Regions from separate parts of the Gossypium hirsutum genome. Here all the other regions are linked to region 3. The links are chromatin contacts, called in public Hi-C maps. All regions are on one chromosome and are shown on one strand. The core of a region is the stretch at or near the end of the contact, and the rest is flanking DNA. Distances in the headings are between cores, read along the strand shown. Region 1 holds the start of LOC107950120 (nuclear pore complex protein NUP98A). Region 2 holds the start of LOC107950119 (60S ribosomal protein L9). Region 3 holds the start of LOC107950125 (probable F-box protein At2g36090).

Region 1 (3,538 bases), core at 658-3,157, 290 kb after region 3:
GGACGCGATTTCGCAGAAAAAGGACCATTCCGGTAAATAATTAAATAATGGGCCCATTTCAATAATTTTTGAAAAAAAAAACTTTTATTGGTAAATTGCCTGAATTTAGAGAACCAGGTTTTATTATTAAATCCAACCTCTGGCTTTGGGCACACTCTTCGCACCATTTTTGAATTTAAAATTCATTCTTCTCTATCTGTATCCGTTCTTCATAATTATAATCAATTTATCTTATAAATCAAAAATAAATATTAAAACCAAATTATTTTTAAAAGATTTAAAAACTCCATCCAAATTTTAAAATAAAATTCATTTTCAAACATACTCTAAAAAAATACATTATCTATAGATAATTGAGTTTTTTTCTCCATATTAATATTTCAACTTATCATTTTCTCAATTAATATTCTAATGTCTTGATGTGATATTTTAATATTGTGTTACATCATTTAAAAATTATAATTTAAAAAAAACTAAATGATAACACATTATAATTTCAAAATGTCATGTATAAAAAATACTAAATCGAGAGATTAATATGATTTTTTTAATTTAAATTAAAAAATTATCTAATCATATATATATACACACATAGCAATATGAGGTTACAAAAAGAAAATACATAGTGATTTTCACATTACAATTTTTTTTAACACATAGTATTCTCCATTTGAAACACTTATTTACAAATTGGATAAACTATTTTTTTATTCCTTTGTCTTTTAATCTTTTAAGTTATTCATGCATTTTATTTAAATTTTTTGTTTCTAATTTTTTATATGTTAAATATAAAGTTGATTTTAAATAAATTATCACTTTATTTTAAGATTTTACTTAATTGAATTAATTTTAAGTTTTATAATATTAAATTTAATGAATGTTAAATTGTTAACCTTAAAATATAGTTTTAAAAAATACATATTAATAAAATTTATCAAATAAAATTTATATTTTTCAAATATAATAAGAGTTAATTACAAATTAAAGTAGAGCAAACATAAATACAAAATTATAGTTTTAACAATTTTAACATTAAAATAAATTAATTTATCCATATACATAAAATGAATAACTTGTAAGAAATTATTAATAATATTATTTAAATTATAATATATTAATATTAATATTCAAGATGAATTTTTATATTATTTAATATTAAATATTTTAAAATTAAATAACATTAATATAACTAATTCTAAATTAGACCTTATTTGATAGATTATTGAAAAAAATTAAATCAATTGAAATTTAATATTTTATGATGTATGATAATTCAAAATAAAATCTGATAGAATTTTTACATAAAAAAGTGTGATAAATAATAAGTAAATAAGAACTATTTAAAACTTAATGGAGAATATTTTCAATTAATTCTATTTTATTTTATTTATTTTAATATTATATTATTATGTAACAATTTTACTTTAAAATTTGATTTTTGTTTAGAATAAAGTGAAATGTTTAAAAATTAAGGCTAAAACGTAAAATTTTATTTTTTATAATTTAAAAAATATATTTATTAAATAATTTAATTATATTCCATAATTAATTTTAAGTAATATTTCAAAAAAATTTATAGTTTAAATTTAGTATTTAAATTTTCAATACTTAAATTTTCAATTTATCAAATAATACTTTAAAAACTTTAAACAAAAATTAATATTATAAAAATTTATAAATTTAATATTAGATATCGTATCACACGAGTTTGTGTATAAAAATTAAAAATATATAAATACACAGTTAATAGAAATATATAATTGATAGAAATAATAAAATGTATATAATTAAAATAAAAATATATAAATATGTCAAAATAGAGTTTTAGTTGGATGAAAATTAAAATTTTCAATTTTTACTAATTTAGACACTAAATAATGTCTTTTTCCGGTTAAACAAACTAACAATGCTACGTGGATCACCCGATCCTACAAAGCTTCTCTCCTGCTCCCGGTATGATTTCCGCTTGGTTTGGTTGTTTTGGCCATCGTGGGTCTTCTTCTCTCCCTTCTTCTTTCACACCCTTTCTATTCTGATTTTCCCACGCAATAAACAAACCTCCCGATTCAGATCCGTCCTAAAAGGTTCCCCCTCTCCCAAACCCTAATTTATCATCTTTTCTCACTCGCACTTCCACTGCATAAACTGCTTCATAATACATGCTGGTTCTTTCTTTTTTTGGTCATCTTTAATAACAGGTTTCACAATTGGAAAGTACATATAATAGCTATTGAACACCTTTTTTTTCCCCGGTATATCTTCTTTCCCTCTTTCCCTCTTTCCATCTTTGACTATTTATTTTTATATATATGTGCCTGTGTATTTAGTTTTAAGTAAATGAATTGGAGGGATAAAATTAAATGAAACGGTTGAAACGCCTTTTTAATCGGTACTGAATGATTGATTCTTTTGATTGAAGAAACGGATCCCGAGTTTGGTTCGGGGCATCACGTTTGCCGCATTTGATTTATTTTTCGCAATATTAATTCAAGTTTCAGCATGGATTTAGTTGAATTTATTTATTCATTACTGGTTCTAGTTTCCATGTTTGTTTAAATCAGCTTTCTGCTTCGTTTTCTTTTCTCAGTTTGAGATCAAGGACCTGTGGAGTAAATAACTACGTAGACGAAGATGTTTGGTACAACTAATCGTGAGACTTTCTCTTACCTTTCACTCTTTCCCGTTGAAATCATATTCTGATTTTACATGTTGAGCTGTTGTTTCGATGAATGCATAATTTCTTCCGTTCCTTTTTAAAAGTAATAGCTCGTGCTTTTAACTTTTATAAAGCCATTGTGAAATTCAGGAGTTTGATTGGTTTTCAGATTGAAGATTAGCTTAATTATGCAAGAAGCATTTACATGTTGCATCCGTGATATGCACAGATCATTGTTATCTTCTTATTCTTCTTCCTTCATTGTTGCCTTTTTTTTTTTATTTATTTATAAAATACTACTGCACTTCATCACACCAAAAGTGTTTACCAGTATGTTGTTGGTGTTCTGTTCCTTGGTAACTGTTACCGGTCAATATTCATTCTCTGTTATTTGCTATATATATATGTGTATATATATATACCTTTAACCTGCTTTACACTTCATCGGTTTTTAGAATAAATTTGTTATTACTTATGAATCTTTTTGGACAATTAAGTTAACTGTCAGAAACTCTTTAAACAGCTTTTGGGCAATCATCAAGTAGCCCATTTGCATCCCAATCTGTTTTTGGGCAGACCAGTGCAAGTAGCAATCCATTTGCACCTAAACCTTCCTTCGGTAGTCCAAACCCTTTTGGTTCCCAAACAGGGGGTTCGGTATTTGGAGGTACTTCTACTGGAGTGTTTGGTGCGGCCCAATCTTCTTCTCCCTTCTCCTCAACAACCACCTTTGGTGCCTCTTCATCTCCAGCTTTTGGTTCATCTACTCCCACTTTTGGCAGTTCATCATCATCTTTTGGTGGTAAGAGTCTGTATGTCTTTTTCTTTTCTATTATTATGATTAAGTTATCCTTCATTCGGTTCATTTCATATTCGTTCTGT
Region 2 (3,471 bases), core at 250-2,749, 310 kb after region 3:
GGTGAGTCGAGAGATCGTGAGGATCTAAAGTTAACAATAGATAATTCCTGATCAATTTGACTAAGCCTAATCATTAGTTTCTAATTAAACTAATCAACCACTACATTTTTACACCTGGAAGGAAAGTTTTTAATTGAGATTGTTTTAGTTCAGTAGTTTCAACAATTTTGCTTTTTAGTAATTAGAGTAAAATTCCTTTAAGTCGGTCGTGTTCATAATCATGAATTCAATATTAGGTTAATAATTATAAGTATTCAAAACCTAAATTTGAAGTAAATTATTTTCTTTTGGATTCGATTATTAGAATACTTTCATCCAAGTATATCTATTGTATTATAACTTAACAACAACTGCACACCTGCAGCTTCAAATCACAATAAATTTAAATAGAACTTTAAGACACACTCAATCATTATTAGGCTCTTTGCATGTGCCAAATAATATTTTCTTTACAAAGAGGCTAGCCATATAATATATCTTAGGCTGGATGTGCAAAGAAACCTATAAGACAAAAAGAAATCCACAAGGGGAGTTTATGCTTCGAAATGTTGTTTAATGCTTAAATTAGGAGAGGTAATAAAAAAATTGAAAAAATGAGTATTTTTTTTTTCAGAATAAGTGAATAACGGTAAGATCAAGGGCAAAACTAAAAAATTACTTTGGGACAAAGATAAATCATAATTTTTTTTAGGAGAGAGGAAGTGAGGAGAAAATTTATCATTATACTAATTTGTAATTTTAAAAATTTTGAAGGCATTACAAGACAATTTTACCATTTTTTGGGTGGAGGCGGGGCTATCGCCTTCCCCCGTCTACACCTTGGGTAAGGTTGGAAAAGATAGCCTTTAGCTACTCTAAGGCTACTAATTACATGAGAATTGCACGGGCCAAATTATCCCTTGCACACTTAAATTATTATACATTTTGGTCATTACTCACAATTTCTAATATTTTTTTAATAGGTTCTGATTATATTTACTTGACATAATGCTTAAAATTACTCATAGTCCCTCCTCAATCTATAAACAAGAGAATAATGCATTTTAGTACACTCGAACACATGTCTTCTTTTATTGACAACAATATTCATGATAATGAAGTTAAGACTCAATCGGTTGGTCATTATTCACAATTAAAAATATAATAAAATGAAATAATAAATTACATATGATTAAAAAATAAGCAACTAGCTACAAAAAAAGAGTATAAATATGCAGGTGTTTGAAGACATTCCTAAAGAGTCATTATTTGTTGTTGACATTAATAGAATAGTAAATTTTGGTTTAGACAATTTGTTGATTAAAAAAAAAGCAACTAACAATAAAGTAAGGTGAATTAATTAACTTTTGATAAATACACAAGTTTACATTAATTCAATTTATTGCTTATTATCTCGAAAAATAAGCTTTTTAATTGGGCCGGACTCTCACAGCAATCTATTTTTCTCCTCTATTTTCTTCTCTTAACCCTAAAGCCCGCCCAAAACTGAATCCTACGATACCATTTATACTGATAAATTATATAACATTACAGTCTTTAAGTTATAGGGTTTTTACACTCTACTTAGTCCCTCCATCGAAGCCGCCCCGAGAAAGGAAGCAGAGGGCAAGTAAAATGAAGACCATTCTTTCTTCAGAGACAATGGACATCCCTGATGGGGTTGCTATTAAGGTGAAGGCCAAGATGATCGAGGTTGAAGGTCCCAGGGGTAAGCTCATCCGTAACTTCAAGCACCTCAACCTCGATTTTCACCTCATCAAGGACGAGGAGAGCGGCAAGCGCAAGCTCAGGATCGAGGCTTGGTTTGGCTCCAGAAAGACTAGCGCCGCCATCCGTACTGCTCTCAGCCACGTTGAGAATCTCATCACCGGCGTCACCAAGGGTTACCGTTACAAGATGAGGTTTGTTTATGCTCATTTTCCGATCAACGCCTCCATCACTAACGGCAACAAGTCCATCGAGATCCGTAATTTCCTTGGCGAGAAGAAGGTCTTCTCTCTTTCTCTCTCTCTCCGTCTTTTTAATCTCTTATTGAATCGAAATCACATTGTCACTGTTGATTTAATTCCCTTTATTTGTTTTTTTTTGTTTGAATAAGGCATTTATTATTGTTTTTATCATATATTTGGGCTTTTTTTGTTTCGTTTTCTTTTTGGCCTATTCAAGCGTACGGTGCTGTTGAAATGCTACATTAAGAGCATACATTGATTCATATATTTTGTTTGTTTAATGTCAACACCCCTAGGACTTGATGTAAACGTAAAATTCTTATATTTTCTGGAGTTCTGGTTGCATTGACTGATGTAGAGAAATGGGTAGGCATTGTTTTTACATATTGAACCAAATTGTTCATGTTTTAGGGTTCAAGTAACCAAATATGAAACATGTTCAAGAGTTTGATAAGTTCCTTGTATTCCAATGACATTATGTTAACGTTTGCACCGGTGAACATCAGGTGCGAAAGGTGGATATGTTGGAAGGGGTATCCATTGTTCGATCAGAGAAGGTTAAAGACGAGATCGTGTTGGATGGTAACGATATCGAACTTGTGTCACGCTCGGCAGCTTTGATAAACCAGGTAGGCCCTCTGTCGATCCCTTTTAAACACTGAGATTGAAGCTGGAGATGATTGATATTTGGCATTTATGTTGATGAATGTGAGTTTTGATTGGAACAGAAATGCCATGTGAAGAACAAGGATATTAGAAAGTTCCTTGATGGTATCTATGTTAGCGAGAAGGGCAGGATCGCTGAAGAAGAATGATTGGTATGGTATCTCTTGTTTCATAGTGTTATAATGCTGTTTTGGTTTTCAGACTTTAGATTATAAGGATGTTATCTTATATTTGTTTCATCTTTATGTTTTGCGACATTGAGCTCCTTTCATCAATGACTTGGAATGCAATTTTTCGGCAACCCTTTTGCTGCAATTTAAGAAGGCATGAAAACCTTTGGTTTAAAGACTTGATTATCATCCAAATTATCGAAAATAAGATAAGATATGATATATTTAAGCATTTTAGGATATATTCTGAAAAAGAATGCTACCATAAACAAATATTTTTTTAAGAAGCCTTACGTATAATATTTAAAGTTCAAATATGATAATTTGACAATTTTAACCTTACGTTTTCAAATAAGAAGTTCCATTCGCATGCAAAATAAAATAAGGGGTCAAAAACGAACGTCGGTAGCACTGTCACCAGTTCAAAGCGGAGTGCTGAAACTCGTAACACTGGTGTCCTGTAGAAAGTTGGAGGAGGGTCAGTTGAGAAGCGGTGCGTCGGCAGTCACACCAACCCATGGCTGAAAAAGGATGACAAAAGAAAAAACAAAAGGAAAAAGAAAAGGGAGAGGGAAATCGTGCAGCCCAAGGAGGGGGAGGCAGGCTACTGATTCGGAAAAGTTGGTATTAAATATTCATTTAAAGAGCTATTAAATAATTTTTATATATTTTCAATGGGTAAACTA
Region 3 (3,618 bases), core at 893-3,392:
ACATTAAAGTATCTCGTGGAGCTCTCGTTTTGTTAAAAGGTAAAAGAACTGGCAGTCTTTATATTCTGGAAGGGTCTACAGTGACCGGTGAAATCGGACGTCCCTCGTCCGTTACGGAGTCAAAGTCAACTCATTTGAAGCGGAGGCAACTTGGTCATAGGAGGGAAAAAGGTATGACCGTTTCGTTGAAGAGAGGTTCTCTTTTGGATGCAGGTTTTGAAAAGTTAGGGCACTGTATTCGTGAAAATCAGACCCGGGTTAGTTTTGATTTGGCAGTGCACAAGTCGAAGGCTAGAAGTCCTCCAGCTTCTAAGCATAGATTCGACTCAGTTAATTCCCTGCATAGTTCAAGATAGGCCCGTGGCGGGGTTTTGGCAAAGATGGCATTGAAAGAATTCGTGTCAAGGTGGAGATTGTTAGAATTGTGTGACCCAAATTCTAAAAGATTGCTTGCAAGTCAAGTTAAACAAAAATATATTTTCTTTCTAGAAGATTTAGTATTTATTAGTATAATATATTTAGCATTTATTAGTATAGTTTATTTGACTTACTAATTTAGCCTATAAATAGGCTCCTTTACAATCTTAGAATTAAGAGACACCCATTAGATTAGAACTCATAACACATTCAGAGAATTTTGTGTTTAAGTTTGAGGGTTCTTTGTTTTTCGGGTTTTCGGGGTTTAGTTTTTATCTCCATCTTTTGTACTCTTCATTCTTTTGCCATTATAGTAAAATTATCTTTGCCCATGGTTTTTTATCCTCTTTTGAGGGGTTTTTCCACGTTAAATTTGTGTGTTCATCTTCTCAATTTCTTCTACTATTTTTACTTGTTCGTTGCTTATTCGGGACGATCCTAACAGCAACCTTTGTCTCCTACACTTAATGTAAATTGTCTCAACACTCGACCTCTCCTATTGAAGTTGGTAAAATCACTCTCAATCGATGGATAGTTTTCTTTATATTTACACCAGTGAAATGGATTCCCAAGATGAACTATGTAGTGTTTTATTATTTCCTCCACAATGGAGGATGAAGCTTCCATTAAAATACTTCAAGCGCTATCATAGTGATAAGATATCCTTGAAATGAGAATAAGATAGCTTTAAAACCATATCATATTGCTTGATATCAATTTGTCAATCTTGTCCATTAATATCCTCTTAATAAAGGATAGTAAAAATTCCATAAATCTTGAACTTAGAATAAAAATCAATCTTAGTATAAACAAATCAAGATTACCAACAAACAATTTTGCACCAACATATTATAGTAGGGAATTCCTTCAAATTCTTGACCATTTTTAATAAAGGAGGAGAACTGTGTCTAACAGAATATTAGGGTCCATGTCCAACCTACTTGAAACTAATGCATTGCCTCTTGACGGCAAATTCAAAGAACTTTTGCCTTGGATTTCACGTATTTTGGTTTCCTTAATGTTTATGGGCAACTATTGTACCTAAATATATAGAAGCCTTTAGCTTTGAATCAATTAAACTGGTTAATTGCAGTTTTGCTTCTATTTAATGAAATTCGTCCACAATAAAGAGCTTCCATTTCTTTCACAATAGTGCCAAAATGTTGGGCAGCTTTCCTTTTTCGTCCGTAACAACCATTCCCCATGAACTAGCATATACATGAAGTTCTATGCAACCAACATTTTGATCCCATTCTCTCAACCCTAATAATATAAATTATTAAGACTATTTAATTATTTGATGATATCTTAAGAATGAATCAATCAAATTAAGTTAAAAGTTGATTTGTTTTTGTTAACTAGCATATAAATTTTTATATAATTAGTGAATGTTATGACACTTGTTAAAAATTTAATTACCTGTTAAAGAAAATTATTAATTATAAATTTATATACTAAAGGTGCATCCAATACTAATAAAAATTTAAGATGGATTTTTTTTTTTTGGAACTGAATTGATTGATGGGTGATTAGGGAATAATATGAATAATAGCAAAGATGAACCTCTCAATTATCTTTCATTTAATATGATAATGACTTTTCAACTTCACAAAGCCATCACTTAATTACGGGCTTAGGCAGTCTAGTATAGAGGTTACAACTTAATAGCTTGGACGAACCTAATGGTGTTTTCCATTTAAAGAATTTGGCTGTTTGAAGTTGGCAAAGTTTCAAAGTTGGCAAGCCAACCCTGCAGTTGGAGGTTCACTATCTTTGGCCTAATTGTGGATTGTCCCACGGATTTATGGAAGAAATTTAAACCCTGTAAAACGCGCCTACTGACTTGAATCACGTTGGTCAATGGTGTGTTTCATGGTCATACATCAATTTCTATGGACGGATAGATGGGTCAAATCACTGTTATATAAACAAGTGGGAGCGTATCCATAGTAGGCAAAAAATAAAAATAAAAAATGGAGCATTTGCAATGTGATTTGAAGTGCTTAAGCAGGGATATCCTAGCTGATATCATGGCTCGACTAGATGGTTCAACCCTGGCCTCAGCTGCCTGCACATGTTCTGACCTTCGAGGCATAGCTCGAAACCAAAGGTTATGGAAGCAATTGTGTAATTCCACATGGCCTTCCACTGCACTCGACGAAGCCCAACACCTTATTTCATCATCAACGGATGGTTTTCGCAGATTCTATGCTGATTCTTATCCTCTTATTTCGAATGATCACAAAGATGCCAACAATTACTTTCCTATACAACCAACCCTTATTTCTCCGTCTAATTTTGCTTTGTTTATAGATGTTTATTATAGAGAAAAATGTATTACTTCCAGTGTCTTAGATGGCATACCTATGGAAACCGATTTCGGCCAAGATGATGACACAACAACTGGTCTTATGAGTTGGGTATTGAACTGTCCATTCAAAGTGGTACCTTCAGATATTAATGATGAAGATATTGAAGATGGTGACGATGGACATGACTTCGTATCACTTGTGGGAAAAGCAGATGATCGTTGCAATGAACTAAAAGAAGGGATTCGATTAAGTTGGGTGTTATTAGACAAGAAGAGAGGAAAAGCTGGAAATCTATCAAGCTGGAAGCCATTGTCGGTGAAGAAAATATGGGCTTCTAATGGTGACTATATTCTACATTTTGGGTGCATTATCCCAGTCCAAGAGAGCCTACAACTGCCTCACAACTTGGCCAAGTGTCTTATAGTGGCAAGATGCAACATAGAGGAAAAACGAGGGTATTTGAGATGGAAAGAGGTAAGTATGCACATTGAGGACACTAGTGGAGCATATGTAAATGGTGGCAAGAGTTTAATCATCTTGAACCAAGCTCTATATTGCTCACGAAGTAATAATCGTCATGCTGTTGAAAAGGGTTACATACAATTTGAGGGACGAAAGCAAGAGATTATAAGGAAAAAGAAGCTCGAAGAAACCTTGGCTGATTGGCTTTGTATATCTTTTGAAGTAGTAATCCTCTTAATTTTAGGGTACCGAATTTTACCCATTTAAAGTCAATTATTATGGTCCAATGACAACTTAAGTAACCATTGCAAAGCACTGTGTTTCTATGACAAATAATTATTCATGTTAAACTGTGTTTTAACTTCTTTCATCAATTACAGACTGTTATGATGTTGCAATCCACAACCTTTGACAAATCAAAATGGAA

Evidence for each region. A called contact is a pair of places that touch in the nucleus more often than the background predicts.
Region 1: a Hi-C map of leaf shows a contact between it and region 3, with 2.4 times the contacts expected there. The contact joins the promoter of LOC107950120 here to the promoter of LOC107950125 in region 3. A contact is called at or near these places in 2 of 34 Hi-C or Micro-C datasets (both in leaf).
Region 2: a contact with region 3 is called in a Hi-C map of leaf, with 2.2 times the contacts expected there. The contact joins the promoter of LOC107950119 here to the promoter of LOC107950125 in region 3. A contact is called at or near these places in 2 of 34 Hi-C or Micro-C datasets (both in leaf).

What each region holds. Positions count from the first base shown.
Region 1 is chrD03:36,241,927-36,245,464 of Gossypium_hirsutum_v2.1, forward strand. It overlaps LOC107950120 (nuclear pore complex protein NUP98A), which reads left to right and starts at 1,908. Exons shown (of 14, transcript XM_016884882.2): 1 at 1,908-2,084; 2 at 2,199-2,252; 3 at 2,588-2,650; 4 at 3,180-3,458. The coding sequence starts at 2,632.
Region 2 is chrD03:36,260,970-36,264,440 of Gossypium_hirsutum_v2.1, forward strand. LOC107950119 (60S ribosomal protein L9) reads left to right here and starts at 1,500. Exons shown (of 3, transcript XM_016884879.2): 1 at 1,500-1,989; 2 at 2,456-2,578; 3 at 2,678-2,916. The coding sequence starts at 1,615. The coding sequence ends at 2,764.
Region 3 is chrD03:35,953,890-35,957,507 of Gossypium_hirsutum_v2.1, forward strand. It overlaps LOC107950125 (probable F-box protein At2g36090), which reads left to right and starts at 2,143. Exons shown (of 1, transcript XM_016884899.2): 1 at 2,143-3,618. The coding sequence starts at 2,391. The coding sequence ends at 3,458.